Regions from separate parts of the Mus musculus genome. Here region 2 is linked to region 1. A link is a contact called in public Hi-C data. All regions are on one chromosome and are shown on one strand. The core of a region is the stretch at or near the end of the contact, and the rest is flanking DNA. Distances in the headings are between cores, read along the strand shown. Region 1 holds the start of Cavin4 (caveolae associated 4). Region 2 overlaps Pgap4 (post-GPI attachment to proteins GalNAc transferase 4).

Region 1 (7,601 bases), core at 2,971-5,470:
GAGCATGACAATGTCAACACTGCTTTAGGTCTTGCACAACTGCGATGTGTTTTATGTTCTGAACATGCACCTTACCTGTAGTAAGTGTAGTAAGAAAGAAGCAACCATCAACTTAAAAGATGGCCTTTCCTGACTGCATCATTGACTTAACATTGCTTTCTATTCTAGAAAAATGGTAAGTAGAAGGCTTTAAAATGCTGTGTTAAAAATAAAGCACAGGCCCAGTAAGATGGCTAGTGGGTAAAGGCTCCTTCTACCAAGGCTGATGTTCTCAGTTTCATCCCGAGAACCCACATGATAGAAGGAGAGAACCAACTCCCCATAGTTGTCCTCTGACCTACACACACTCACACACACACACACACACACACACACACACGTATACAGGTACACACACACATCTTCTGAATAAATAAATGTTTGAAAAACGCATCTATTGTATGTTAAAAGACTTGTTTGCAGCACAGTTGACAATAAGTGGATATTTCAAATGGAGTAGAAACATGTGAGACTGAACTGGAAAAGTCAGAGCAGAATATCCTGCCTTCTCTCCTTGTTTTTTCCTCATCTCTTCCTACTTCCTTTAAGGTTTGGTTCTCATGTTCCATGAACATTATCTTTTGTATTCTCTTGCCTTTTGAGGGCCAGGGCTTGGGGCAGAGAGTCATAGTATAGCAAGCAGATATTGACAAGCTGATTGGGTTGATAGGCCATCTATCCAAGTCCTGGAAAAAGACCTGCAAGAGTCCCAGCACCCTGGAGGCAAAATGGTAAATCTAGAAATGATGGAAAAATGTTCCCCGAGTAGCTGATACTCTCCATGAAGTTTAGGCACTAAAGTCAGCATGCTTTATTCCACAGAACAGATGATCTGCCTTTCGGCAAGACAACTGAGCATAAAATTGGGCAGTAGATCAAAGCTGGGACAGAATGCTATAACAAACAATGACAACAGGAAAAGAAGATGGGAAAAACAGTTAACAGCCTCACGGCCTTGGTCGTTTCACACAGGCTCAGAGGCTAACCACCTTGCCTGTGGTCATTCAGCTCGCAAGGGGAAGTGCCTGGGTTTGGACTCAGTGCTGTTTGATCCTTCAGTTATTCCTCTTTCTACTGAACCATTGAGAGATGGGGCCATGTTGAGTTGTGTTAGGATTAGATCAGCCAGGTGTGACCATTGCATGGGGACAGCAACCAAACTTGATGTTGTCAAGGTTTAGTGTGTTTGAACCCTATTAATGGTCATGTGCAGAACTGATTGGAATGGGGCCGATGTGTGATAAGAGGAGACCATTTAGGGCATTAGTAGAGGAAAGCCCCGAGTGGTAGGAAGAGTAGTTGTACTATCCTGACATTTGTGCCCCATTATGGCCACATTTACTGCTATATAAGAAACACAGCCTTTTCCCACCCCAGCCCCTGAATAGCTTGCTGTCTTGTATGTGGAATCCTGTGACTATGTTCTTGGACCACACCATTGAATTTTTAAGGCACGCCTCTCCCATGTAGTCCATTAGGGGACAGCTGTACATCTTTGATGGCTGTTTCTTGTGAGGAATCTTTCTTTAAATGGATGTTCCTACCACCCCACTTATCTGTGAGTCATATTTTCTTCTTTTATGCTTGGAGTCTTTTATTTTTTTTCAGACTATTAGAATGGCAAATTGGCAGGGACTTTGAACATGTCTTAGCCAAACTCTACTGTATAGAAGAAAAAGGCCTGGTCCCAGGAACTTGGAATTCCTCCCGGTCATGGTGGGTTAGTGACAGTTGAAACCAGTTGCTTAGCCTGTCAGCCAGCTCCCTCGTTATGAAATGGATATGATCCCAGCCCTGTCTGCATCAGACTATATTTATAAGGATTAGTGAAAGAAAATCCACTGAAACCATCAGAAACATTGTCGTTAAGGCTTTTAAGTTAAGGCAAAGCAGCCCTCTTTGAAACTGAATGCAAACATGGAATATTAGGGCAAATACAGTGGAAATGGTCTTGTAATGAGGCTGTTTCCACACAGGAGCATCGAATTTGCACAGATGGCTACTACCGATACTAACAGTAGGATCCAAACTCAAAGTGGCCAGAATCCACATAAGTGCCTTACTCTGCATTCACACACTCCTTTGCAAGAGCTGATCATGCAGTCTGGTGGGTAGAGAAAGGAATAGTTAACACTGTCTGGAGGTTTGTTCCACATTAGGACCACCTTTACTGAAATGTAAGATCAGGGACCAGGAATCCCTCACCTGTAGGGAGGGGCCCAGTCTCCTGGGCGGTTCTGTGGCATGCCGCAACTAGGTGTACTCCAGCTCTGATTGACTTAGAGGGCTTCCGCGCATCCTGTCTGAGATCATCGGTGTTGTGCTATTGCTCTCCGTCAGAGAAGCTTCCTTGTCGCCTTGGCGCTGTGATAATGCTCAGGAAAAGTAGTGAGGTCAGCATCTTTTCACCTTCACAGCGATCAGTCTCGGGAACTGAGGACTTACCGGGCCAGAGAGGCCGACGTCCCTCTCAGAAATGTGTATCAGCAGTGTGTGACCCCTCCCAACTCCAGCTATAGAGCAAAGAACAACCAGTCATTGTGCCTTGAATTAAGTCTCTTACTTCCTTTTCTAACGGGTGCAGTGTGTGAACTGTGCGTTACTTTGACATAGTTTAAACATCCTTAACTGATTTTGTTTTTTAATATCTGTATTTTCAATGCAACAGGAAATGCCCCAAGAACAATAGAGGGCGGAGGCAGAAGCAGAACCTGGGTCATTTTACTTCAGACACTTCATCCAGAATGGTCTGAGCCGCGGACTTTTATATGCGCACTGACCACGTGATGTACATTTATTATGTCTTTTTTTAAAGAATGGAAATATTTATTTCAGAGGCCTTATTTTTGGACATTTTTAGTGTAGTACTGTTGGCTCGTATTTAGAATATTTAGCTACAACAGTTTTTGACTGTTTAGTAGTCTCTGTTTTATGTTTTTAAATACAGAAATTGGCTTCACGAATTTGTAACACATGGTGATACTACTAAGACTTGTTCTTTATCCATGGAATGTAATATTTTTGCAGAGACGGATGGACCCACTTCACGGTGGTCATAAAGTCATACTTCTTCCCCAGTGACCACAGCAAATGACAAAGCATGAACTAAAGTAAAGATGTTTACAGATTACTTTTCTTACAAAAAAAATCTAGAGGACACTGTGTTTAAATAGATATTTAAATGCTTTTGAGGTTTAGTATCTGATTTTTTTTAGACACTTCCCCTATTGCATGGGCTGCCAAGCTGTGTGTATGTGTTAGATGTCACATATTTATAAGCTGTACAAACTGCAGTTGACTATTTCTCTCCTTGAAGAAATAATCCTAATCATTTTAAAAGGGGCCTGGGAATTAACGGTGGAACAGGTCACTGAAAATAGGTTTAGATATTGTCAAGATAGGGCGTTTAATGAGCAGATTGCAATAAAACCTACAGTATCAGCTAAACTACTTTAATACACATTCATTTTTAAACATTGTATTTGTTTTAATATAAATGTACAAATTATATCAGTGTTTGTGAATACAATGCAGAAATAATTGTTAATGATTGGTGCTCTGAAAGTGAGCTTAAAAATGACCTAAGACCTCTAATTCAAATCTGTCCTGTAGTAGCTCTATTAATAGATCGTTGGTGTTTCAAAGTCTGAACTGTGAGTAGAATGTATCGAGGCGTTTAACATGTAGTTTAGCCAGTCAAAAGTATGCATGTAGAGTTTAAAGACTATGTTTAAACTTAAATATTAATTTTAATAATTTGATTTGGAAAAGCATGTTATAATATAATGTTTTCACTATACGGTCTGCTTTGTGTGCTCATTTATTGTATTATTTGATATTGGTCTGTTAGTACTAATAATAGGAACAATTCATAGGACAAGAAGATTGCAGTTCAGAATTCTCTTTCCTTTTACAAACCACCCCCTGAAATGATCCAAAGAGAAAAACTTAGTTCAGTGTTTGAAGCAACTTGGCTTGCAGGCTCAGTATGAGTAACATAGTGGCTTTAGTGAACTTCTTCTCACAGTTTCCCCCTCCCACCCACACAGACTTATTTGAGGTCCTTAGTCAGTCGGCAAGCATGTTTGGAACCGGCCCCGGTGCTTTGCAAGGGCTCATGTTGCAGGGCAGTCACGTATGGGCACTTGTGTTATAAATACTTGACCACTCTCCAGGGTGCGGTTTTCAACCCTTTAAAGCAGCTCCGTTGCCTGCTTCCTAGCCGACTTTTGGCTCCAGGCGTAGGAACCGGATTGCCATAGGACACCTTCTGCTGAGAAAAAAGTAAAATGGAACACAACGGATCAGCTTCAAATGCTGGTAAAATCCACCAGAATCGGTTGTCAAGTGTGACGGAAGATGAAGACCAAGACGCAGCCCTCACCATTGTGACCGTGCTGGACAGAGTGGCCAGTGTCGTGGACAGTGTGCAGGCAAGCCAGAAGAGAATTGAGGAGAGACACAGAGAAATGGGTAACGCGATAAAGTCTGTCCAAATAGACCTGCTGAAGCTCTCACAGTCACACAGCAATACGGGCTACGTTGTCAACAAGCTGTTTGAGAAGACCCGGAAAGTCAGCGCTCACATTAAGGATGTCAAGGCCCGGGTAGAGAAGCAACAGGTTCGTGTAACCAAAGTCGAAACCAAGCAAGAAGAAATAATGAAGAAAAACAAATTCCGAGTGGTAATCTTCCAGGTAAGCTTGCATTTGGGGCCAGCTCGATGACCATATTCCCTCTCATCCTTTGCCACCGAGTCACAGGGGTGTCCAATGTCACATGTCAGCCATGGTATATGGGAATATACTGAGCTCGCCAAATAGTCACCTTGGGAGAGAGAACCATTCCTAACCAATGCTGCTGTCTCTCGCCCATGGGTCAGGCTTCTTATTAGTCATGGAATGTGAACTGTGGCTTGTGGCTCGGGCTATTTCTTGCCTTTGAAACTCAATACTGTCAGGTTCTTTCAGCATTTGAGTCTTAGTAAACACAGTGACCCAGTAGACTTTAGAATGTTGGAGCCAAAAGGGTCTTAAGAAATCTCAAGTTTGAAGACTGGTTTTGCTACATAAAAGAAGAAACCGGGAGGTTCCAAGGATGCAGTTCGGGAGTAGAACACTTGTTCATGTGGCCGAGGCTTGTGTTTGATTTACAGCAGCCCCCTAAAAGAGAACAGTTTAGGAGCCAGCACCCAGGCAGTCATAGATTTATTCTTACCAAGAACTCAACCAGTAAATCAAAAACTCTGAATATAGTTTGTCCATTGGAATTTTTTTTGTATTATTCACAATAAGAAAAGCTAAGTGTTTCCAAATCAGGCCATTATTTGTGTTAAAAATGTTGACTGGTTTTGTAAGACAGTCCAGCCCATAGTTCATGGTGACCTAACCCTCACTATTTAATAATCCAGGCTGGCCTCAAACTATGGTGGTGATCCTGCCACAGCCGTCCAAGTGCTAGTACTATAGACACTGAGTCCCAACTCCCCATTAAGTTTTATGTCTTAATATTATTCTTACAATAATACAGATATAGAAGTCCATAAATAATTCCTTACTCAATTGGGAAGCCTTTTTCCCCCCCGCTAAGATCCTATAAATGCTCAATATATGTTTTTAAAAGACCCTATGGGAAATACATATATTGTATTATAAAAATACAGTATATTTCTTAAGCTCTTGTAAATTAAATGGACAAGTTGGACTCTTTAGTCACATTAAGAATGAACGATGATAAGAAAAGACAAAGCAGATGACACCAGGGATCTTTGCTTGCCTATTTAAACACTGGCTGGTACAGAACTGTAAATCCAAAGTACAAAGGTTAGGGAAGGCCCGTCTTTCCAGTTCTGCTCTTGGGAGAATCAGTTGGCACATTTTGGGAGACATTTTTGATAGTATGTATTATGAACTTTAAATTTTTCCAAACCTACTGGCCCCGAATTTCCTGTGTGTCAGAGGATTTGTTGTAAGCATAAAGTCAGGAATGTGTGGGAATGTCCATCCATGCATACACACATCTATATACTTTTAAAAGTGGAAGTCAGTGTGCACAGAACCCTAGAAGAGCAGACAACATGAAATACAGAAACAGTGATAGAAACGTCAGGCCTGTAACCTTCACGTTCTCTGTGCATTCGGCAGTGTCCCAGACTCAAGTTACGCTGGAATGGGCGAGAGGTACTTTTGGATTTGTTTTTATCAGTTCACAGGGTATTTAGGGAAAAGATGGGGAATTTCGAAGATAGAAGAGTACACTGGTGTCTTTAAAGTTCTTTCCCATCACCCTTTTCTTATAAGCTCCGAGAGGCCTTTCTCTAGGCTTAAAAATGTCACCTGACTTCAGGTGTCCATTCCAGTACTGGTGCAGATAGTGATGAGCTGGGCATGGGACCAAAGAATAGATCCATTCACCTCCTGGGGCATCAGCCACTGCCTGCTCACCCTCATGTGCATGCTTATGTCAGGAAGAACACTGGGGGCCCCACGTATCAGGGGAACCTATAAGCAAAGCAGTTCCCTCAGGATTCACAGAAGCTGCAGCAAGGAAACAGAAATTTCACCTGGCTCCATCTATCGGTGAAATTCTCTCCCTGACCCCTACAGAAAAGCTGTTTTTCTATTTGTTTCTATTCTCTGTAACTTGCTGGTATTTCCTTCCTGTGTTTGGATTCTATAGTTCCATAAAGAAACTGAGAGATACTAGCTAATCATAAAGCTCTTTTCTTTTAAGACAGACTACCTTGAAGATGATGTGAAACTAAGATGTATAAATTATGCAGGAGTTTGTCAAAACAAAACAAATTGCTACCTTTTAGAAGCCTACAGGGAAAATAGGAAGTTTCATATTGTTGACCTAAGACTGAAATTTCTGTACTTGTTATAGGTTAGAATGTATATAGATATATTTACATGGTTATTTTTAGCAGTTAAGATTAACCTTACTTAATTCTCATCGAAGACTGTCCCTTCTAAACTTATTTGAAACTGAGCTAGGCCGCTTAAATATATCTTCATTTTTTTTTTTTTTTTTTTTTTAAGATTTATTTATTTATTATATGTAAGTACACTGTAGTTGTCTTCAGATACACCGGAAGAGGGCACCAGATCTCATTACGGGTGGTTGTGAGCCACCATGTGGTTGCTGGGATTTGAACTTCGGACCTTCGGAAGAGCAGTCGGGTGCCCTTACCCACTGAGCCATCTCACCAGCCCCCATATATCTTCATTTTTATCTGAGATATTCCTTAAGTTTTCCCAGGCATCTCTTTTGTTGATAATATTTATTGGTGTCTTATCTTCTACAGTTGTATACGTCTAAGCTTTTGGCCAAATTCTGAATGTTGGCATTTAAAGGTTGCCTGACATTCTTACCCAGGTTGTTTCTCTTTGAACACTGGTGATCCCTCTCCCTGTGCGTGGGTGGCATGAGCCACAGCGTAGCTTCTCAATTGCAGTTACTAAGGAAGCACAAGTCTGTGGCTAGAAAGTTTTCAGTCTCCTCTAATGATAAGTTCTGCACTTCTGTGTATCCAAAGTGTTGCTGGCTGTGTTCCTTTGATA
Region 2 (7,601 bases), core at 2,145-4,644, 920 kb after region 1:
AATACCAGGTCAGGTAGTTCACAAGGACCTGTAAGCCCAGTGCCAGGGGATCTTCTGGACCCAAAGCCTCTAGCTTCCATGGATATGTATGTATGTGTGCATGCACGTGCACATTCAAAAAGAGTCATCTTTTAAAAACTTAAAAAGAGAATGATAAACTAAGCTTAGTACCTGTCTATAATCCCAGCACTTAGAAGGTAAAGTCCTGGGCAACATATCAACAACCTGTATAAAATTCAAAGAATTAAAAAAAAAATAGGTGACAGAATTCTCTTGAGGAAGCCGTAGTAGAACCAGTAGCTTCATTTTAACTGGTGTACTAATGCGCGCACACACTCAGTGGCTTCTTGAGCCTCATGATGCTAATTTAAATTCTGGAAGATGCGCAAGACTACTGGAGATTTTCACTGCCCCCCATAACCTGTGCCTGTCTTAGGGACTGAGAACCTCAGCTCTCCTACAGCCCTTAAGCCCTTAAGCTCAGCACTTAAACGAGCCTTTAGCCCTGGCATAAGGCTCTTAGCTGCCTTCTCCACTTCTCAGACCGGCTTAACATCTCTGGGTCTGAACTTGTTCACCCGGAGAGCAAGTGTAACCAATCATTCTCCCTCAATGCTTGCGAACACTCTGGGAATTTAACAGCAAACAAAATGTGACATCCAAACTGGGCAACGGCTTAAATCCTAATATAATTATCCATCCTCAGGAAGAGAGTTGCCGGCTGCGAATTTACTATCTGGGAACATTTGCTGTAAGACTCAAGAGAAGGAAGTTTCAGAAGTTAGTCCTGGAATCATTCCAACAGGAGTCTTGGCTAATTTCCAGAATGAACAACTGGTTTGGTTTTGTTTGTTTCTTTGTTTCTTTTTTTATTGGAGGTGGGGCTAGATGTAAGCTGAACTGTAAATAATTAGAAACCACAATGAAAAACCAGTCACTGTTTTTAGCAGTGGTTGGGCTCAAACAGCTACTATTCAGTTGAAAGCCACACGCCCTAAGTCCCCATTAAACACAAATATCTTACTAAAATGTACAAACGTGGGCTAGGTAGATGGCTCAGTTGATACAGTGCGTGCCACAGAAGGGTGAGGATCTGAGCTTGTTCCCCAGCAGGCAGGCAGAGTGCCACATATCTGCAACCGTGTAGCAGGGAAGCGGAGGCAGGGGATTCTCTGGAGTTTGCTGCTTAGCCAGTCGAGCACAAACTGGTGAATGATGCGTTCAGTGAGGCCCCCTGTCAGCAGAGAACAACTGAGAAAGACACCAGATGTCAACCTCTGACCTCCGTAATAACCTACAGATACAGGAACGTATTTCCACACACATAAACATGCCTCCTCCCACATACAATTAAAATATTTTAGATATAAAAATCTCTCAAGCGTGTCTCCCTGAAGCCATGAATATACAAGTCAGGAGGTTTTTCACTTCCCAGGCCATACTTGGTCTTCTATGCTACACTGTCACCAGTAAAAAATGGAATGAGGGTGAAGCTTCAGGTCACAAATGTAGGGAGAAGGCTACGCTCCTAGTATGGAGGTCATTCTTCTGTCTCCTTCTGAAATATCCACCTGCCAAGGAATCACACTATCACAGAAATGTTCTGCATTAGCTGTGTATTTAACAGAAGCAACCCGACTTGGGTTATTCAGAAAGCGCACGGAGATTCTGCTGTGCTTAAAGCCTTCATCCATAGCATTTACTCTGAATACACAACAGGTACTGGGAAAAGAAGTCACTGTATCTCAGAAGAGCCAGATCACCACCTCCAAGACAACTGACACAGAACAACTTTGACACTTTTATTACACCAGGCCAAGGAAAACAAATAGAATATGGCAACATGGTCCTGCCTTCTTTGGGCATAGATTCTCAGCACACATCCGCTCTTGAACCGTGGGAAAGGAATTTGTTCAAAAGCGTCTGACTGTTCACCATACTCTACCCTTAAAATCCTAATTCAAGTCTCGCAGCACAGTGCACAAGATTTTTGGCAGTCCTGGGCTCTGTCACGAGCCAGAACTTGCAGACACAGAGAAGATAACTACCACTGACTTTCATCCTCACGGAGAGAGGCAGACTGCATGAGGCAGTGTGGCTGTGTAGAGGGAGAGAGATCCAACTTGTGGCAAACTCCTGCTTCTTCTGGAGGTTTCCCAGTCAGGGCTTTTCACTCGATGCATTCCTCCCCTGTCCCAGTGCCTGCAACACCTAGCAACATTGACCAATGAAATATCTGCAAGCAACCACATCTAAATAAAGAATCCAGTGTGTGCCTCTCCCAGAGAAATAGCTAATAGCAGAAAAGCATTTCTTGGCACTCCTACAGTAGGCTGGGATGAAAATTGTACCGTAGGCTGGAGAAGAGCCCAATGTGTTTCACAAGGTTGGGCTCCACCACATAGGCCCTCTCCCCCTTGGCTCTCAGCAGAGAGTACAGTGCCATGTCTTTGCCAAAGCCCTTGTGGCAGTACACCTGGGACAGGTAGGTGAGGGTCCTGCGGGCAGCAGGGGCAGGGAAGAGCATAGCCGGGGTACAACACTGAGAGGCAGGAACCACACTGTACAAGGAGGGACTCAGGCGCCGCAGTTCCAGAAAATAGTGTCGGCCCACCAGTTCCACCAGCCCCATGCTGTAGAGACAGAAGAAAAGCATGACAGGCCAGCTGAAGCCTGGGCGGCAGGCAAACCTCATGTAGATCCAGGTTAGCACAGGCCCCAGCAGCATGCCCACACCAACCCACTCCAGGATCCGCATAGGCTCTGGGTTGATGTAGTGCTGTAGCCTCTCTGGGTGATAGAGCTTTAGATACAGGGCATCTTGGAGGTGTGGCTCAGAGAAGCGAGCACGCAGGAGGTGCTCCAATACTGGGAAGATCTGTTCTTCTGGAATAGCATCATCCTCCACCATCAGGACATAGTCTGGATTGTAGGTTTGCAGCGATGACTCCAGGCAATACACATAGTCTTGCTTCTCTTTCTCAAATGAGTTAGTGGAAGGGTCATCACCGTAATCGTCTTCGGTGCCCTCGTAGCGGTTGGCCACAGGGACGTACTTAGAGAGCAGCTTAGCATCAAAATGGCTCACACTCCGTTCCACATTGCACAGGAAGAGCTGGTGCCCTTCACACTGGGGGCCGCACTGCTGCAGAAGCCGATGGAACTGGGATACTACCTGTAAGACATAATGAAAGCCAGGCTGCCTATCCACAGTGATTATGGTAATCACCAGCCAGGGGCGGGGAGTGGCCTGCCAGACGATGGGCACAGACCCATTGGCAGAGGGCAGCTCTTCAAAGTAGTGAAGGGCAGCTTCCCCCTCCTTCAGGCTCTGCTGCAGGAAGTCCTGGCTCATCTGGTTTAGATGCCAATGACGCAGATAGAAATATGAGTGGAGGAGCCGGTGGCAGGCCAGCGGGGCCAGTAAGCCAAATGTCACCACGGTTAGAATGAAGAGCTGCACAGCTGTGCTGCCCCAGGAGAGTCGCCGAAGCCTCCGGAGAAGCATGGCAGCTGGAGAGGTTGACGTGGTCATGGTGTCAACTTTTGGTCATGTCTGGTCCCAAGAACAAACCATCCTGGATCTCAGGGCAGTAGCATGAAGTCAAACCTAAGGAGAAAAGGTAGAGTCAGAACACAATACTTCAAAAACTTCCAACACTGCAGCCCAGCACACACCGAATCAGAAGTCCCAGTTCAAGGTCTTGTAGCCACTAGAGACTTGAAAAGAATTTTCTGCACTGATTGTTTTCTTGCATTCTGTCCACCAGTGAAGTGAGCCTTGCCAATGCTCACCCTGTTTATGATTAGAGGTAGCCAGTGCATTCAACCAACTCTCCATGCCTAAGGATGTGACATTAACTTCACAGTGTGTCATAAAATAACCAGCAGTTGGTAAAACTATTATTTTGATTCACTTGCTACAAAGACATGGGTGTTAACACAGGGCCACAAAACAAAAACCAACCAAATGAAAAAAACCCAAGGCTCCACACAGAAGACATAGAGTTTGAGTAAGCTGCAGCATAAATGCACAGTACTTGACCGCGTGATTTCTGAGATCCTTTTCTGCATATGCCAACGGTGTGGGAGGGAGGGAATAGTTGGTGGTGCTTGTTAGTTAATGTCATCTTTGATTTCTCTAATCTCATTTAGTCTAATCATTTAATTCTGATTGTCCTCCTAATTTATTTTGATAGTACTATCATTAGAACCAGTAGGAATTAGTATCTTCCTTATGCAAGCAAACTGTGGACTAACAGCCTGGTCCAGGAAGGAATGTCTTGGGACATGATGCCTCAGAAAATGAGTGTAAGGTGTGAACTCCAGATCTACTCCTTGGTTGGTAGGAAGTCACTTCACCTCTCCATGTCCTGGATTCTTCGGCTCTAAAATAAAATAATCTGTTTTGTGGTTTTATTACAGGTATTAAGAAATACGCCAGAGAGAAAAGTTACACAGGATAAAAATGTCATTAAAATATGTCCTGTGAAGCTAGAGTCTTGCTTTGCAAACAGAGAACCCCAATTTAAACCCGAAGACCAGCCTCTCCCCCAAAAACCATATATGGAAGCACATCCTTATAATCCGACCACGGGGAGGTGGAGCCAGAGACAAGCAGCTCCCGGAGCTCACTGGCTAGCCAGCTTAGCCTGCTGGTCGAATTCCCTGCCAGTGCAGAGATCCTAGACTAAAAGCAAAGTTAGAGGCTGGAAAAGTAGCATAATAGAAAAGAGTGCTTGCTGTGTAAGCATAATGACCTGAGTTCAAATCCCCAGATCCCACATGAAAGCTGGCCCAGGTGGCATTTGCTTATAATGCCAGTTGTTCCTATGGGGAGACGGGAGGCACAAACAGAATTTCTGAAAGCTTGGAGGCAGCAAGTCTGGTGTGGGCAGCTGTGAAACCATCTCAAACAAGACAGAAGAGAAGGTCTGATATTAACGGTTTGTCTTCTGACCCGTGCAATCCCCCATGGCACATTTGTATACATGAACAGGAAAACACATAAACACACATCAAAAGGGACAAAAGCAAAGTTGACTTGTCTGAGACATTTGAGGTTCATTTTTAGTCTCCACATCCACATGCACACATGTACATGTATACCCACTCAATCTGCATGTGTGCATGCACACATGTATATGCACACCTACACAAACTGCGCATGTGCATGTACCCCCACCCTCACCCCACACACTGAAAAAATGGGGTGCAAATTTGAGTAATATTTGAGGAGCAAGAAATTCTAACATTCTGATGGAAAACAGATTCACACCAAACAACAAAGTTAAAAATAATGAAACCAGTATAAGAGCAGTAGGCTGAAGGCAAAACTAACTGATAGCTATAGCGTCAAAAGTATACTCTTGCCTCGTGTCTTAGTCAGGGTTTCTATTCCTGCACAAACATCATGACCAAGAAGCAAGTTAAGGAGGAAAGGGTTTATTCAGCTTACATTTCCACATTGCTGTTCATCACCAAAGGAAGTCAGGACTGAACTCAAGTAGGTCAGGAAGCAGGAGTTGATACAGAGGCCATCAGCTTGCTCTCTTATAGAACCCAGGACTGCCTGCCCAAAGATGGCACCACCCACAAGGGGCCCACCCCCCTTGATCACTAATTGAGAAAATGCCTGATAGCTGGATCTCATGGAGGTATTTCCTCACTTGAAGCTCCTTTCTCTGTGATAACGCCAGCTTGTGTCAAGTTGACACAAAACCAGCCAGTACACCTCGGAAGTGTTTGTAGTCACTTGAAGGAAAGCGGTCCAGCTTGTAAGTGATGAGGGCTCTCCATGTCTCCTGAGGTTCAGCTGTATTGTCTGCCAGTACTCCCATATCTGCATTCTACCTTTACACTGAGCTTCATTTCCTGCCCTTCAGGGTAGGGGTCATATGACTAGGGCTAGCCAAGAAGAAAGGAGATGAATAGATGAATAGAGCACCTCTATGGATCTAGAAGAGAGTCTGCTCCAACTGCTCACCTCTCCCCTCCCGACACCGACACTGCTTAGTGTGTGAGCTACATGTAGACAACTGTATCCAGCCACTAATGATTTTTGGACTTTTTTTTTTCCTGTAGGGTAGTTATTCTGACTTGCCATGTACAGTCATGTAGAACAGCAAACATCTCTCTTCTATGTTGTGACACATTTCAAAGAAGTAGAGTCAAGTCTGCAACAGAAGACAATGGTCCTGAGAATGCAGTTGTGAGTCAAAGGAGTTTAGTAATGTCAAGAGACCTGGAGAACAGCCCCAAAGGAAAAGAAGCAAGGAGCTTTTGGTAGCATATGACCCTGGGCTTGGTGATTTGTGAACATCACAATACTATAAACTTGTTCTGTCTTCCTCTGATCTGCTGAGGTCCAAAGAGTTCTAGTACATCACAGACTGGTGCCTCTCCTGGCCTCATTAGTCTCTCATCACTATTGCTGGACACCCAGTATTGGAACTGGGGCAATCCCATGCCTCTAGTTCAGAAGCTCTGGCCATTTAGGTGGTTTCCTGCTCCTATTACTCTTCTGTCCTGGTTATTACCCCAGGGAGAAAGACCATGCAGAGGACGAAATTAGGTACAAAGGCAAGAAGATAAGACAATCAGCTTGGAAAATACCAGGTGTACAGTAAGTGCTATGGCTTATGATGGTACAGGTGGCGCAGAAATGGTGTGCCCATGTTGACATAAAGAGGACCTTTAATCCCAGGAACTTTTTCCACTGTAGGAAATTCAAATACAGAGGACAGGCTGGAGTCAGGCACCCAATGTGTTTCTCCTCATGGATCAAAGTGCAGAGGAAATGGCTACCAGGGCTGGGCTCTTGGGTCAGGGAAGCTAAGGTGGAGTCAGATTTGCACCCTTGTTGGTCTGCTGCACATCAAGTCTACACATGCCATCCACTGGGTAAAGCAAAAGGGGCAAGAAAACTCACTCTTCTGTGAGGGGGAAGCTCACAGTTAGAAACAAAGACCTGTAGGCAGGTTTCTAGACCCTCAGAAGAAAAGAAAGGCTCTCACAATCTGTTCAGAGAAATCCCCAAACCCTCACAGGGCATAAGCTTTGTCCCCCAATCATGGGGAACTGAAGGGTCAGAGCAGGCTTCCAAAATGATCCCCCAAACTCAGTGGTTTATAAGAACTAAGGTGTTTAGATGTTTCTGTTTTCATATGTGGAGTTACAAACACTTCAGGTACATATGACTATAGCAAAAAGCAGTGAATATCTTTAGTCTGAATATTCTGAAGAAATAAAAAAACACATGACAGTGAATGCCTAAAATGTGCCTGTTAAGCATTAAAGGATTAGATTCTGGGGTACTTTTAAATTACCTTCAATGTTCTTTATATGAGAGAAGAGAGATAGAGGGAGAGTGAGGAAGAGACAGTGACAGAGACAGCCACAGAGAGGTACATGAAGTAGCAACAAAAATAATTTTATGGTTGGTGGGTCACCATAACATGATGAGCCATATTAAAGGATTCCAGCATTAGGAAGGTTGAAAACCATTGGTTTAGATGATTTCTCTGACACCTTTTTCCAGAAGCCAATAAGACTGCCGCCGAGGCTCACACTCCACTGGCACTGTAGTCTGACTGGTTTTC

What was found. A called contact is a pair of places that touch in the nucleus more often than the background predicts.
Region 2: a contact with region 1 is called in a Hi-C map of myocytes, with 2.8 times the contacts expected there. The contact joins the enhancer-like site here to the promoter of Cavin4 in region 1. A contact is called at or near these places in 2 of 39 promoter capture datasets (hippocampal neurons and stem cell-derived epiblast-like cells) and 1 of 484 Hi-C or Micro-C datasets (myocytes).

Annotation. Positions count from the first base shown.
Region 1 is chr4:48,659,294-48,666,894 of GRCm38.p6, forward strand. It overlaps Cavin4 (caveolae associated 4), which reads left to right and starts at 4,221. Exons shown (of 2, transcript NM_026509.3): 1 at 4,221-4,736. The coding sequence starts at 4,329. Tmeff1 (transmembrane protein with EGF-like and two follistatin-like domains 1) reads left to right here. Exons shown (of 10, transcript NM_001356272.1): 10 at 2,708-3,838. The coding sequence ends at 2,792.
Region 2 is chr4:49,583,632-49,591,232 of GRCm38.p6, forward strand. Pgap4 (post-GPI attachment to proteins GalNAc transferase 4) reads right to left here. Exons shown (of 2, transcript NM_025944.4): 2 at 875-3,610. The coding sequence starts at 3,535. The coding sequence ends at 2,324. Among named protein-coding and RNA genes, the nearest start is that of Gm33106, 8.4 kb to the right of the region's middle. Within about 2 kb of position 3,395, at least 9 of the 459 cell types and tissues checked have an H3K27ac peak or open chromatin away from gene starts, as enhancers often do. A contact at or near this core is called in myocytes, where this site is marked.